Linked DNA regions of Arachis hypogaea: region 2 is linked to region 1. The links are chromatin contacts, called in public Hi-C maps. All regions are on one chromosome and are shown on one strand. The core of a region is the stretch at or near the end of the contact, and the rest is flanking DNA. Distances in the headings are between cores, read along the strand shown.

Region 1 (7,370 bases), core at 2,638-5,137:
AGAGTAATATTGGTTCAACTCTTGCAGCATTAGAAATTCATGCTGCTCAAATGCGGGGCCATTTAAAGAGGGATGATGAAAAGTTTGAGGAGTTTACAAAGGAGAATAGGTTAATGGAGGTTCTATATTCTAACAACAGGGAAAGTAGAGTTAAATGGAATACACTTGCCTTTCATGTTCTTTCATTGTTGTCTATTACTGAGTTCTTGTTTTCGAACGTTGGTTTTGTGAAGGAGGTTGTGGAGTGGACTATGCATTGTTTGAATAGGGATGGTGTTTTAGAAAAATTGAAGTGGTTGGTTTATGCAATGAAAGAAATTTATGATAATGAAGGTGCACTGAAGAAGATTAGGGAGTTGACAATTTTTTATGATGAAGGAAATTCATTGAGCAATCTGTTATGGTGGCTGCACAGTAGAAGAGGCCATGGAGAGTCATTGCAAGAGCAGCAAGATTGGCTCTAATGGCTGAAGAAGTTGGCTTTGTTGATGTGGCGTTGGTGGTGGTTGTTGTGGCGGAGGAGTAGTGGTGGTGGTGGTGGAAGGTGTTGTCGGGAGAGAGAACCTCCACTGGGTGAAGCTTTGGGAGGTTGTGGAGAAAGAATAAGAGGTGGAGGACTCGCATGAGTTGCGAAGGTTGTGAGGGGGTTATAGTGGTGGCGGCGGTGGTAGTGGTGGAGGAGTGCTGGGGAGGGGTGGTGGGTAGAGAGTGTTGCCGGTGGGGCTGAGAACAATTTGGGCAGGGAGGGGGTTTTTAGTCCCTGCAACAACTTCTAGTGACACGTGGCACCTACATTTGACAACTCAGCCTCCACCTGACACGTCATCCAGGCAACCTGTTGGCAACCGGTCACAGGGGTCGATACGTCCACTAATGTTGATGGCTGAGGTTTCTGCATGATAAAGGTGCGACATGTCCCACTTTAAAATGCTCAGGGGCCGGAAAGGGTATTTACCCTTTATATATACAGGGACATAACTTAGTTGAGACAAGGAGGGCCATAGCTCTCCAAAACTTTTTTAAAAAAATTTAGTAGTACTTCTTCAAAAAGTAGAAAATAGTTTAGTACTTTAGTTGGCTCAAATACTTTACCATAACTTAAAGTACCCAAGTTCAATCTTCATTTCTTGCTTTTATTACACATTAATTTTTAGTTTTCAACATTCAAAACATAATCAAAATTAAAAGATAAAATCAAATCAAATAAAAAAGTTATCTAACAAAAAAAGATAAGAATAAAAAAGATCATCTAATAAAATAAAAGATAAAAATTATCATTATAAAAAAGATCATCTAACAATCAAATCAAATAAAGATCATCAAATCAAAAAAGTTATCTAACAAAAAAGATCATCTAATAAAATAAAAGATAAAAATCATCATTATAAAAAAAATCATCTAACAATCAAATCAAATCAAAAAGTTATCTACTAAGCTATTTTTAGTCACAATTGATAAGCAATTACAAGAGTTAAATAGCAGATTTAATGATCAAGTAATGGATCTACTAAGTCTGAGCTCTACTCTCATGCCTAAGGATGCTTACAAAAATTTTGATATTGCTAAGATTTCTACTCTTGTTGACAGCTACTATCCCGAAGACTTTACTGAACAAGAGAAGATTAATTTGCCTTTTCAACTTCAGCATTTTATTCTTGATGCTCGTCAGCATCCAGAAATGAAGAATTTGTCAACTATTCATAAACTGTGTAGATGTTTAGCAGAAACAAAAAAAGTCAAAAGTGTATTATTTGATTGATAGATTGATTCATCTGATATTAACTCTTCCAATTTCTATCGCTACTACAGAGCGATCATTTTCAGCAATGAAAATAATAAAGACAAGGTTAAGAAACAAGATGGAGGACGACTTTCTCGCGGATAGTTTGGTTATTTACATTGAGAAAGAAATTGCTGAAAAATTTAGTTCTGATTCAATTATTGTAGATTTCAAGTCACTAAAGATTCGAAGAATATTATTATAAACTATTTTATATTTTTTATCTGTAGAATTATTTATTTATTATCTTATTAGTAACAAACTTAAAGAATAATTATATTGATAAATTTTATTTTAATATAAATATTATTATTAAATTTTGGCTCCCAAAATTTTATGTCAAACTCCGCCACTATATATATATATATATATATATATATATATATATATATATATATATATATATATATATATTATCTGAAATTGGTGACTAAAATTAGTGTACACGTAACATATATAATATGATTTTTGAACTTTAATTTTAATTTTTGGGTTTGATTACAACTTTAAATGTGTTTGATTATAAGTTGATTTCGAATTATGATTATTATGATTTGGGACATGTTTGATAGTTAACTTTATGATATAATTAGCTTAATAATTAAATACACTCTAAAATCATATTATAAAATTTGGTTATAATTAGGTAAAAACCAAACTTAAAAATATAAATCCAAATTTAAATTCATTATTTAATCATATAATCAAATTCGGAATTCATGTAAAAGAGACATTTATTAACTATTTTTTTTTATCAAAAAACAAAAATAATCAATATAACATGTACAATATTAGGTAAATTCTATTCTATCTATTCTTATACATCACACATACAAAACAAAAGTGGATATAATTATTATAAAAAAAATTATTTTTACAATTATATCTTATCTATCAAAATATGTGAACTTGTAATTGACCATAATTTATATACAAGATACTACCCACTTTCTAAACCTTCTGCCACAACTATCAACTAGCCTTGTTGATGATGTAGTTGGTAAAGGTTTTGACAAACTATAAGATTGTGAGATATCAAGATTGAATCCCATAGTTGGTCTAGCCATCGTGTACTTCATGTCCACCATCTTATATAATTGGCAAACCTCAAACTTTACTTTGACAATAAAAAAATAAACAAACATTAATTAATCAAAAATTCAAACATGTATAGTTATGCAAAATTATAATGATCTCATATTCTCATCATGGGATTTTTTCAAAAATTGTTTCTTTTGGCTCTTGATCCCCCTCCCAAAGAAAAGCCTAGAAATAGTCCAAGAGTTCAATAGAGATACGACTTCGTTTTGATGCCATCAAAATATAAATCATCCACGAGTAAAAAACGAAAGCATCATAATCTACCTTTGGCGTATTACAAATACACCTGACTTATAGGATAATACTTCACTTGGTAAAAATATATGGTCATCAATTTTCAATTTAGTTCCAAATTAGACGTGTAACCCATTAGCATTATTTTTAACTTTTGAGATTATTGTGTAAATTCTTTGTATAATTTTTTTTTATTGATTTTATAATTTTTTTTAAGATGAAGAAGGATTAAATTCTAGATTTTTAAATCATAAAATTTTTTATATTATATTATAAAATTATTTTTCTTAAAAATTTAAACGGATAAAAAAAGATGAATAATTATATCTATAACTAGTAATACTAGGGAGATGATTTTTAAAATTATCTTATATAACATAACATCCATAATTTTATATATATAATATCCGTAATTACATAGTTATTACATCTAAAATTGTATCATTATTTTAACGATAATTAGTAAATATTAAATAAAATAATTTTGAGTTGTTTGGGCTAATTTTTTATTGTCTCTTAAACATTATTGATATATAACATTTAAGACAAAGATCTATGAATAAATCAAGAGAATAAAGGAGACTAAGATCAATGAATTGGATACAAATTATTTTGTTTTGGAGATAAGAATTGGATAAAATTTATGTGCGACATTCTTGTAAAGATTGTCCAAAGCCAACAAAATATCTTCTTTTGTTTTTTGGTCTTACACTACACACACCCAATGTAAATGTATACAGTATACACTCTTTTCTTTTTGTCAGAACAAGGTGTCTTCTTGATCTCTTACAATAATTCTATCCATCGTCTTTAGCATTTTTGTTATATTCATTTTAGATGTCTCCATAACCCAAAAATATTATTGGGTTATTTTTCTTTTGGGTGCATGCTAAGCCCACCAGCTTTTATCAAAACAAAAAATCGAGAACAACAGGAAGTCTAAAAGGTTAATTTAAAAAGCTAGGTACGAGAAGGTGCTTAAATTAAGGATTTAACTTTTTAAAAATAGGATAGTTGGATCCTATGATAATCCCTTATTCGATTTAAAAAAAATGCTATGTGACAATGCTTAGCATGAACTAATTTCACAAATTGGCGTATCACTACCTTCCACCAGCCAAAACAATCATGTCTTACATACTTGCAAATAAATATGCATTATGCATGAGCTACGAGAAAGATCATCACACACAAATAATTGGGGATTAATTTGTTTATTTAGATATGTAAAATCATGTTCTTATTATTTATTTTCTGGACATATATATAGTTCATCACATTCATTGTAGAAATTTAAAATTCTCTCATTAGGTGGGGATTGCAAGGGATCCCCTCATTTGTCTGATTCTTGAAATATATAAAATGTGTACATTACATTAAATTGTATGTGGAGATTTTTTTTAAGTGAACATTATAATTATTTTTTTGAGAAAAGTGTATAATGTACATAATGTTTTTATTTTTTTATTATAAAAAAAAGAATACTTTTCATTTTTACCGTTATGCATTATATGTTATATATCAAATTATTAATGTGGAAGTCTATTTGCCTGTTCTTCTTCTTTTTCCTATCACTATTAATGTGGAATCGAACCCAGGTTTTCTGAGTAAAAGCCAGATATCCTAATCGCTGGATGACAACGGAAATGTTGATGTTAAAACAAACAAATAGATTTTAATATTAAATAATTTTGGGCCAAAAAAATAGTGTCTGTAAAACTATGTATAACTGTATGTTGTATAAATTCATATTCAGTTATTTTTGTATAAAATCTAAAATTGTTATTAAACAAATTATCTATAAAAAAGAAAAGTAAAGAAAAAGGATTAAGACATCTTTATTTAAAAAGAAAGTATTGAGAGCCAATATATTTATTGAAAGTAAGGGTGTGGATACATTTCCCTAATATGACGCGTTTTGACGAGAGTGAGTGTGTGGGATTTCGGCTATCATCCTTATCGTCAAAGGCAAAACTGTGAGGTCTTGTGTGCCAAAGCGGACAATATCGTGCTAGTGGGTGGTCTGGGCAGTTATAAATGGTATTAGAGTCGGAGCCCGGATCGATGTGCCAACGAGGGTGTTGGAATCCTTTAGGGGGTGGATTATAAGGTCCCACATCGCTTGGGAAGTGGAACGAAGCATGCCTTATAAGAGTGTGGATACCTTTCCCTAGCATGACGTGTTTTAACGAGTAAGTATGGGGCTTCAGCTATCAAAGCGGACAATATCGTGTTAGCGAGTGGTCTGGTTTGTTACATGTGACATTTAAGTTTGTAAAACAAATACTAAATTGTATTTTTCTTTAGCCATTTAAACTAGATCGGATGTTCATTTGACTATAATTGCGAATGGTTTTTTTCATTCTAAAATAGATGGTTATTTTGGGCATACCGTTTGCCTTTTACTTGTTTTTTGGATTTTGTTTGCACATGCCCCCAAGTTTTTTTTATTATGTGGGTTGAATTAGATTTGATTGAATTTAAGTTGGGTTTTAGTTACGCCATTTAAATATGATGCACGAGTGGTATTTTTGGTCAATTGCTTAGCTTTTTCTTATCAACTAATGTGGATGTTCATTTTACTGTGTATGCGGATTGTTCCTTTCTTTCTAAAGTGAATGTTTATTTTGGGTATACCATTTATTCTTTATTTAATTTTTTGGTTTTTGTATGCGCATGCTTCGTATGTTTCTTTTGTTTTATGGTTTAGGAATTAGAGATTAAAATACGATTCTTGTAAACATTAAAAGAATTTTTTTATTATATAACATTTACACGAGATATATAATTTATAGTTTAGAAAAATACTAAAAAGCCAGCAGTTAGTCATCAATATTTAAAAGTGTGTGTCAAAATAACAAGAATTTTTAAAAAATGTTGCATCATGATGATAGTATTAAGTTCTTCAAGGCTAAGTTAAAGAATATTATCAGGAGCTCTCTACTTTTAATCTTTCTCCAACATTTTGGCTGCTAGAGATTGTACCTATGATCCTTCTTTCTCTTTCTTGCTCTTCAATTTTGTAACCTGTGCGGTAGCCGATGTGCATTGGATAGCAGGAACACAGCTCAATTTTCAGGCATATCAATTACTAGTGCGTAACAAAAACTCATTAACCCCAAGCTTTAGAAGATAATCAACAATCCATGGAGAAAAATATTAACCTAAAAAAAGTATAACTAAATGATTAACTAAATGATTGCTTTCACTATAACAAATAGAACAGAGTGAAATTCAATTCCAACACAGAATAAAATGAACATTCGCATACATAGTAAAATGAACATCCACTGTAGTTAATAATAAACATCTAACAAGTTAACCAAAATTTTATCCGTGCACCATGTTTAAATAGCCTAACTCAAACCCAACTTCAATTCAAGAAAACATAAACTAAGTCTAATCTAATTTTTTTTCATTACTCCAAAACCACTTAACAAAATAAACTAATGGAGCATGTATATGTAGAATTCAGCAAATCAAGCAAAAGATCAACACTATAAATAAAATAAACATCTACTTTTTGAATGAACGAACCATACATAATAAAATGAACATCTGGATACATAATAACCATCCCTTTCATGTCAACTCAGAAACGAATATTCGAGTCCGGAGCCCGCTATATGCACCATGTATACATTTGCGTACTAAAAAAACAAGACATCCTTCAAACATCACATAATTCAAGCAAGCTATTAATGAAGTAAAAGCTGCATAAGAGACACTACAATGAAAACCAACCATCCAAAAACTGATAAAAATAACCATCTATTTTGTGGACATTCAAGTTTTGACAATGTTCTAAGTTTTATTTTGATTGCAACCAGTGTTATTCTTCTATTCATTTCATTGCCAAAAACATAAAATAACAAAGCAAAAACTTCACATAAACACAAATTAAAACAATAAGTGCTTGGTGGCATGAACTAATTATTAACACCTACACATAGATGGAGCAAGCAAAGACATGACATTCAACACTGTTGCCAATATACCTAAACAATTCAAATCAAATATATTCTCTAATTAAGTGCATCATCAATTTAATGATAATTGATTAATAATTAATCAATTAATTAACCATAGCTGGTAATTAAGATTGTAAAAAAACAACAATTCTTCTTGTCGGAGTCATAAACTTAAGTCTTGTTTGGGTGAGCTTCTAAGAAAAGATCTTTTTTCGAGTTATCTTTTTTTAAAAGATCTTATAGAGAAATAAAAGTAATTTTATGTTTGGATATCTCATGTAAAA
Region 2 (7,370 bases), core at 1,967-4,466, 40 kb after region 1:
AATTAGTGGCCAAAAATAATAAATCATGCTAATTATTTAATATCTATTTTATAATATGCGTGTGATTTATTATAAAAGTGAGAAGGGTACATCTTAGTGATATAATTATATGGATGATTAAGATTAAAAAGTTACATATCTAAGTTGAAAATTTTTAATGTGAGTTATAATTAACTGTGGTGTTTAATTTGTTTCATAAAAATCAGGTTGATGATATAATCTTAGTCATGGATTGGCATAGGTAATGATAAAATATGACATTTTTTGGTTATATAGTAATATAAATTAAAATAATTAAATTGCCTCATTATATAATTAAACCCCTATATATTACCTCATTAAAATATATTGCCTCATTTGTTGACAAAACCAATCCTTTCTTTCATGATGCTATATTTATTATTTAGTGTTGAAACTAATAATTAAGGTCCAAATAGCAATAATGCAATATATATCACTCTATATGAGAAAATAATAACTTGATAGCAAACTCTTTTCAAACCTAAGGCTAGTTGCTGTCCCTCTAAAAGTAGAAAAAAATATAAAAATAGAAATAAAAATAAAAATAACATTAAAAAAGCTATCCATCCTCATAGGATGAGAGGTATATAGGGAAAAAAAAAAGAAGCAATAGAGTGAAAGAAAAGGCTTTTGAAATGGAACTCTAAATTCAAAGGTACATAGTACATACATCACAACTTCACTTCAAAACAATGCAAAGACAAACTTCTAACAACATTGATCTTAAAATCACTTATATAAGACCAACACTTGGCATGTTTTTACTCCCTTTCTGTTTTCTTCTTCACAAATGTTTCATCATTTTCTTTCACACAAAGTTCAATTTGGAAAATATATATATAATCTCGGATATCAATTTCACAATAGTATATAGTCTTCTATAACAATTCCATTATTCACCTCACTCTCATGTATAATTCAACTACTTAATAATTTCTTTTAGCCATTTGATATAATAACAGTTGCACTTTTCTCGGTCATAATAAAATAGAAGATATATATTATTAATCATATTAGAATCTGATTTATAAATGATAATAAAATATTGTTTTAGTTTTTAATATTTAAATTAAATTTTAATCTACTCTTTTCTATTTAAAATATCGTATTTTAAATATTTAACACCATTACTATCTGTTCAATGAAAATGTTATCAATTAAACAATTTTTTTCGTTTAATAATATCTATGAATTTGGTAATGTTATGCTTTTATAAATAAGAAAAATGGTTATAATATTTATATTAGAAGATATTAGAATTTACTTGATAAATAAATAGATTAATAATATAGCTAACGTGGACAATATGTGAGTTGAAAATACTTATTTAGCAAATTTTGTCAACGTTGTACATTTACTAAGGGTGTTAAGAATTTCTTTTAATTTAACGAAACTATAATATTAAATCTATTTAAAATATTTTAGATAAAAATAAAATATTTTAAACAATAAAAATAAAATGTTAAAAATTAAAAAAATTATCATGCTTGAATAAAACAAATTCTCTCTATTGCATTTTACTAAATAAATTAACAATACGTACAAAACCAACACATTTTATTTTTTTTAATTTGTTGGAGACAGTATATATCTTATCTCAACAGACGAAAGATTAATTTATTCTAAATTTGAGTTCTATTCAAAAGTTCATGTTAATTAATAAATTGTTACGTATACAAATAATATTTAAAATTTTGATATTTGTTTAAATAAATGAATGAATTAACAACACGACCAAAGCCTAGTTGATGATTACCAATACATTTTATTTAGCAGGCACTTTTTGCAACATGTAATATTCAACGTTGGCGAGCTGGCATTGTCGTAATCGTAGCAAAGGGACAACACGCTAAGACCACAATCTGCACCTTTTGGGAAAAGAAAATATTTCATGGACACCATTTTTCAACAAGTTTATAGTACATTTCACCTTTTATAAGAATGAACCTTAATACCTCATTATAGAAATACTAATCAATCTTCACTCTTTACTCAAAAAGTGAAAATTACCATTTTTCATTAAAAAAATATGCTATGCATGTTGCTACGCTCGCTTCTAAAATATTATCTCTATTTATTAATAATAATTTAATCAGGATTTGAAACATAAACCAAATATTTAAGACAAAAATTATTATAAATTTTAATGTTCACCTGAAAATAATTTTAGATCTTATTAATAAAATATTTGATGCTAAAAATAAAATAAATTAAATATAAGAATATATTTTAAAAATTCTTGTAATTGTTTAGAGAAAAATATATAGTATTTTTTCAATGGAAACTATCATAAGATAATGATGAAAAACAATGAATTATTGTCCTTAAACATCAACCGACACAATAGAATCGAATTTCTTCTTATTAAATAGTATAAATATTATATTTATTATACTAGAAAACATAATCCGGTGTTTATTCAAATGGTCTCCTATAAATATAATTATTTATGTGATTTTATCAGTTTCAAAATAATTTTATAATATAATATCAAAATTTTTTATGAATAAAAAGTTTAAAATTCAATTCTTATTATCTCCAAAAAAATATAAAAAAGCAAGTAGCATAAGAAAATTAAAAAAAAAGGATTATGCTAAAATTTAACCAAATTTAAAAATAAATTTTTATTTAAAGAGACGTATTAAAAATATAATTATTTATATTTTTTTATTATATTAATTTTTAATATTACCGATGATTTAATCTCAGTAAATTCTATTTAAAAAAAAAACACACATTTTTTATTACTGATGGTAAATCATCAGTTAAATATAAATTATATGCTGATTTTTTTGAGACAACACATTTTGAATAGGGCGTCATTATAATTATTTTAATATTATCGATAACGTAATCATCCATAAAACTGTCACTAAAACTGAATTATCATATGATATTTTGAGAAAATAGATTCATGACATGGTGGATATATAATAAATGTTCGGTTTTACTTAACAAAATATCTCTAATTAAGTTTGGATTTCATAAATGAAAAGGTATTTCATTCTAATTATCTCTATTTATTAATAATAATTCAAAAATAGTTAATTACTGATCAATCTATCAATTCAATCAAAAATTTCAAGAGGTGACACTGTTATTGCCATGCAATACATTTTATTATATTTAATTATTTGATCAATATAGATGCTAGCTAATTAGGTGAGAATTAATTAATCATGAGTTTACACTCTATATATTGGAGTCTCACACTACACCCTTTATTCATCAAATCATCATATATACTTTCACATAAAAAAAAAGAAACAAATATGACACTTTTTCCTTCTTCTTCTTCTTTATTCCTTGTTTTTTTTCTTGCTCTTCTTGCTGGAACCTCTTCTTCAGGTCATCTACTTTCAGAGAATTTCTATTGTAGAAAATGTCCACAAGTTTTCAGTGCTGTGAAATCTGTTGTTGAAGATGCTGTGGCCAAAGAACCACGCCTTGGTGCTTCTATTCTTCGCCTCTTCTTCCATGATTGCTTTATTGATGTAATTCAACTACTACTACTACATTGTTTTTGGTGTTTTTTATTTTTTTAAATATATTAATATTAATGTTAAACTTTTTACAATGTCATCCTCTAAATTTTTGTCTATTTCGGTACTCCTGAATGGAGTGGTATCAATTTTTAAATATTTATAACCTAAGGTTAAAGAAAAAAAATGTAAGGTATTATATTAAGAGAATAATTTTTATGTGTTAACAATATAAAATTATTTTATATTATTAGTTCACAAAAATTTAAACTGTGAGAAATCATGATGAACAATTATAATGTTGAGTAGTTATAAATTTAGAATAATTTATAGTGCATTATCCACTGCATTAATTGATTAATTATTAACGAAGTGCATGCAAAGAGTTATTGGCATTTATATACTTAAGTTCATGCCAGTGCACTTGAGACATAACACATATTTTTTATATAGTTTTTTTTTTTTCATTTATATACATGTAAAGCGCATATATTGTTTGTTAGGATGATATAATAATAACCATTTATTATTATATACTAGTTTTTTTTATTCCTTGGTGACATTATTATATACTAGTTGCAGATATTGCTTCTTAAAACCTTCATCATTTTTATTGGTCAAGAAAACTTCACGATCTAAATATGAAATTCTAGATCTAGAGTTGAAAGCTTGAAATATATCACATATGTTATATTACTTTTAAAATTAGTTCATAAATATTGATAGTTTATATAAGCCATTCGGATAATTCTCAATATATATATATATATATATATATATATATATATATATATATATATGGCTCTCAACCCATTAGTACGTGTTCTCTTTTCATTTTATAACTTTCATTTCAGAGGGATGTGACACTTTGAATAAAAAAAATCAAATAAATAAAAAAGATCTCAACCAACTAATGGCTCATAGATGGTTTATTAGTCTGGTGAAAATTCACGTGTTATTTTTGTATAAAATTAATGGTTAAAAATTATTATATTTAATTAAATATATTAAATTATTTGATAATTTTTAACTATTAATTTCGTATAAAAATAATTACAAATAAATTTTTATTTTAGGTATGCACCCTATTATTATTAGTTCCACTTTGTGTATATGATTTAATTAAAATTAAAGCAGCTAAGAAATTGAGGTGCATGCATGTGGGAACATGAAAAATGCAGGGGTGTGATGGATCATTGTTATTGGATGATACATCAACATTCAAAGGAGAGAAGACAGCAGCAGCAAATAACAACTCAGTGAGAGGGTTTGAAGTAATTGATGCAATCAAGTCAAAGGTTGAAGCTTTGTGCCCCGGTGTTGTTTCATGTGCTGATATCTTGGCCATTGCTTCTCGTGATGCTGTTGTTATTGTGAGTATCATATTATTCTACTAATTAAATATAACCTAACAAGAATTGAGAAATTTTTAGTTGAAACTTTAGTTCTTAATCAATTTTAATTATTAAATTTTTATTTTGTTAAACAATTTATAAAAGAAATAATTAAAATTTTTTAAAAATTAATATATTTTTATTAAATAATAATAATAATAATAAAAACTGATTTAATAATTAAAATATATTAAAATTTCGATTAAATTTTTTTAAAAAACTAATTTAGGATATTACTAGTAATAAAATTGACAATGTTTATCATAATTTATTTTGCTCTATTTGTTAAGCTTGGAGGGCCTTTTTGGGATGTGAAACTTGGAAGAAGGGATTCAAGAACAGCAAATTTCACAGCTGCCAACACTGGTGTAATTCCAGCTCCCACTTCTAACCTTAGTACCCTAATTTCCAATTTTAAGTCACATGGCCTTGATGTCAAGGACTTGGTTGCCTTATCTGGTAATTTTCCTTTCATACTCACTCTCTCTAATTAATTATGCTTGATAATAAAATAGCTTATTTTTTTATATTTATAGAATAATTAAAGTATAGTTCTATTTTATAAATATAATCCATACCTTTTGATATAAAGTGATGATAAGTCACAATTGATAACTCAAAAAAGAGTGAGTCACATATATTTTATTGTAGTTTAGTTTATACTTTACACCTCACTCTCTCTTTATATGAAAACAGTGCTTTAGTCTGTGATAAGGTGACACATTTCGATGTTGATTTTGTATGTAACCATATGGTTTCGCCAAATTAAATGGAATTCATTAATTATATTAGGTGTACATGAATATGACTTTTAAACAACTAGTATATGTTCATTGCATTATTACGTGCTTTTTTAGCTAATTGTCAAGTCACTTCATAACCAACAATATAATACTGTTGAGTTGACTAGAAGGTAAAATCATGCATATCCACCATAGTTAAGAAGATAAATATGTTTATAATTATTTTATATTATTATCAAATAAATTTGTATTCACAATTTTATGTATGCCTTAGTTTTTAATTATTTTTATGACGAGATTATATGATTAATTACCTAAAAGTTTTTGCACATGGCATAGTGCAGTGGATCATCAATGTTACTAATAATAATGGATGGCCACGTGATTATACCAACTAATCATACTATATAGAATCAAATACGTTTTTATATGAAAGGGACAAACACCTTTAATAACTTGATAATGTATTATTGTTCTTTAAAGAAGAATAATAATGTATGCTTGGATAACCCAATAAGGATATATCAAACTGAATTGCTTTTATGTTGGGTTATAACTTATATCTGCCCACTAAATTTTGAATGTTTTCAACTATATATGTATGTGTTTTGCCTCCACTATTTATTAATGTAATAATTGTATAACAGTATAACATTTTGAGGAACTTGTTAAAGCTACTTCAAATAAAAAGTTTTAATAAAAAAATATTTATAAATCCTAATGCACTAGCAGAAAATAATTCTGTTTTTATTCTCAGATAATATTCTTAAGACATTCATTTACTAATTTCAACATTTTAATATTGTCTTTGTTCTGTTATTCAAATTTTCTAGATTCATCACTATTAATTAATTAATTAATTTTTTCATTTATTTTGTGGTTTTTCAGGATCTCACACAATTGGCAAAGCAAGGTGTACAAGTTTCAGAGGTCACATATACAATGACACCGACATTGACCCTTCATTTGCCAAGTTAAGGCAGAAAAATTGTCCAAGGCAAAATGGCACAGGAGACAACAATTTAGCACCCTTGGACCTACAAACACCCACACATTTTGAGAACAACTACTACAAGAACCTCATCAACAAAAAGGGTCTCCTTCATTCTGATCAAGAACTCTTCAATGGTGGATCCACTGATTCACTTGTTAAGGCCTATAGTCAGAATAATAAGGCCTTTGCTTCTGACTTTGTTACTGGAATGATTAAGATGGGGAACATCCTGCCCTTAACTGGGTCAAAAGGGGAGATAAGGAAGAATTGCAGAAGAGTGAATTAGTTCATGAATTAAATTTATGAATAAAGACACATAAATTCATTTCTTGATGTGAACTTTGTGGCTCTGGAAATTGAGAAGCAGTTTAGTTAGTTTAAGCTGTTTAAGACTCTAATTAAGTGAACACTAGTGATTTGGAAAAGTGTGAATTATATAATGGATCTTTTCATGTGTTTCTCTTTGTTTATGTAAAGAGAAACACAAGAATTTCCATTCTAGTGGGTTCTTGTGTAGTTCAATATAGAAAATGTTATCGCCTATCAACTATCATTATGGAATAAAATATTTAGTACATTGATCACTACCGTTAAGTGAAAATATATTTATACTATTGTTTAGAAGAAGGCAATGATTTTATGATTTGCTCAAACCAAATACACTGTCACATATACACGATGGTCTTACTAATATTCTTGTATAACTCATGTTCAGACCAAGCCATAGTAAAATGAA

What was found. A called contact is a pair of places that touch in the nucleus more often than the background predicts.
Region 2: a contact with region 1 is called in a Hi-C map of leaf, with 2.3 times the contacts expected there. The contact joins the promoter of LOC112793739 here to the enhancer-like site in region 1. A contact is called at or near these places in 2 of 8 Hi-C or Micro-C datasets (leaf and an unstated tissue).

The regions. Positions count from the first base shown.
Region 1 is chr1:7,566,809-7,574,178 of arahy.Tifrunner.gnm2.J5K5, forward strand. No RefSeq gene overlaps it. Among protein-coding and RNA genes, the nearest start is that of LOC112793770, 13 kb to the left of the region's middle. Within about 2 kb of position 3,888, at least 3 of the 3 cell types and tissues checked have open chromatin away from gene starts, as enhancers often do.
Region 2 is chr1:7,607,431-7,614,800 of arahy.Tifrunner.gnm2.J5K5, forward strand. It overlaps LOC112793739 (peroxidase 4), which reads left to right and starts at 3,217. Exons shown (of 4, transcript XM_025836243.3): 1 at 3,217-3,515; 2 at 4,685-4,876; 3 at 5,188-5,356; 4 at 6,529-7,221. The coding sequence starts at 3,294. The coding sequence ends at 6,920. LOC112793695 (U-box domain-containing protein 4) reads right to left here. Exons shown (of 6, transcript XM_025836240.3): 6 at 6,485-6,873.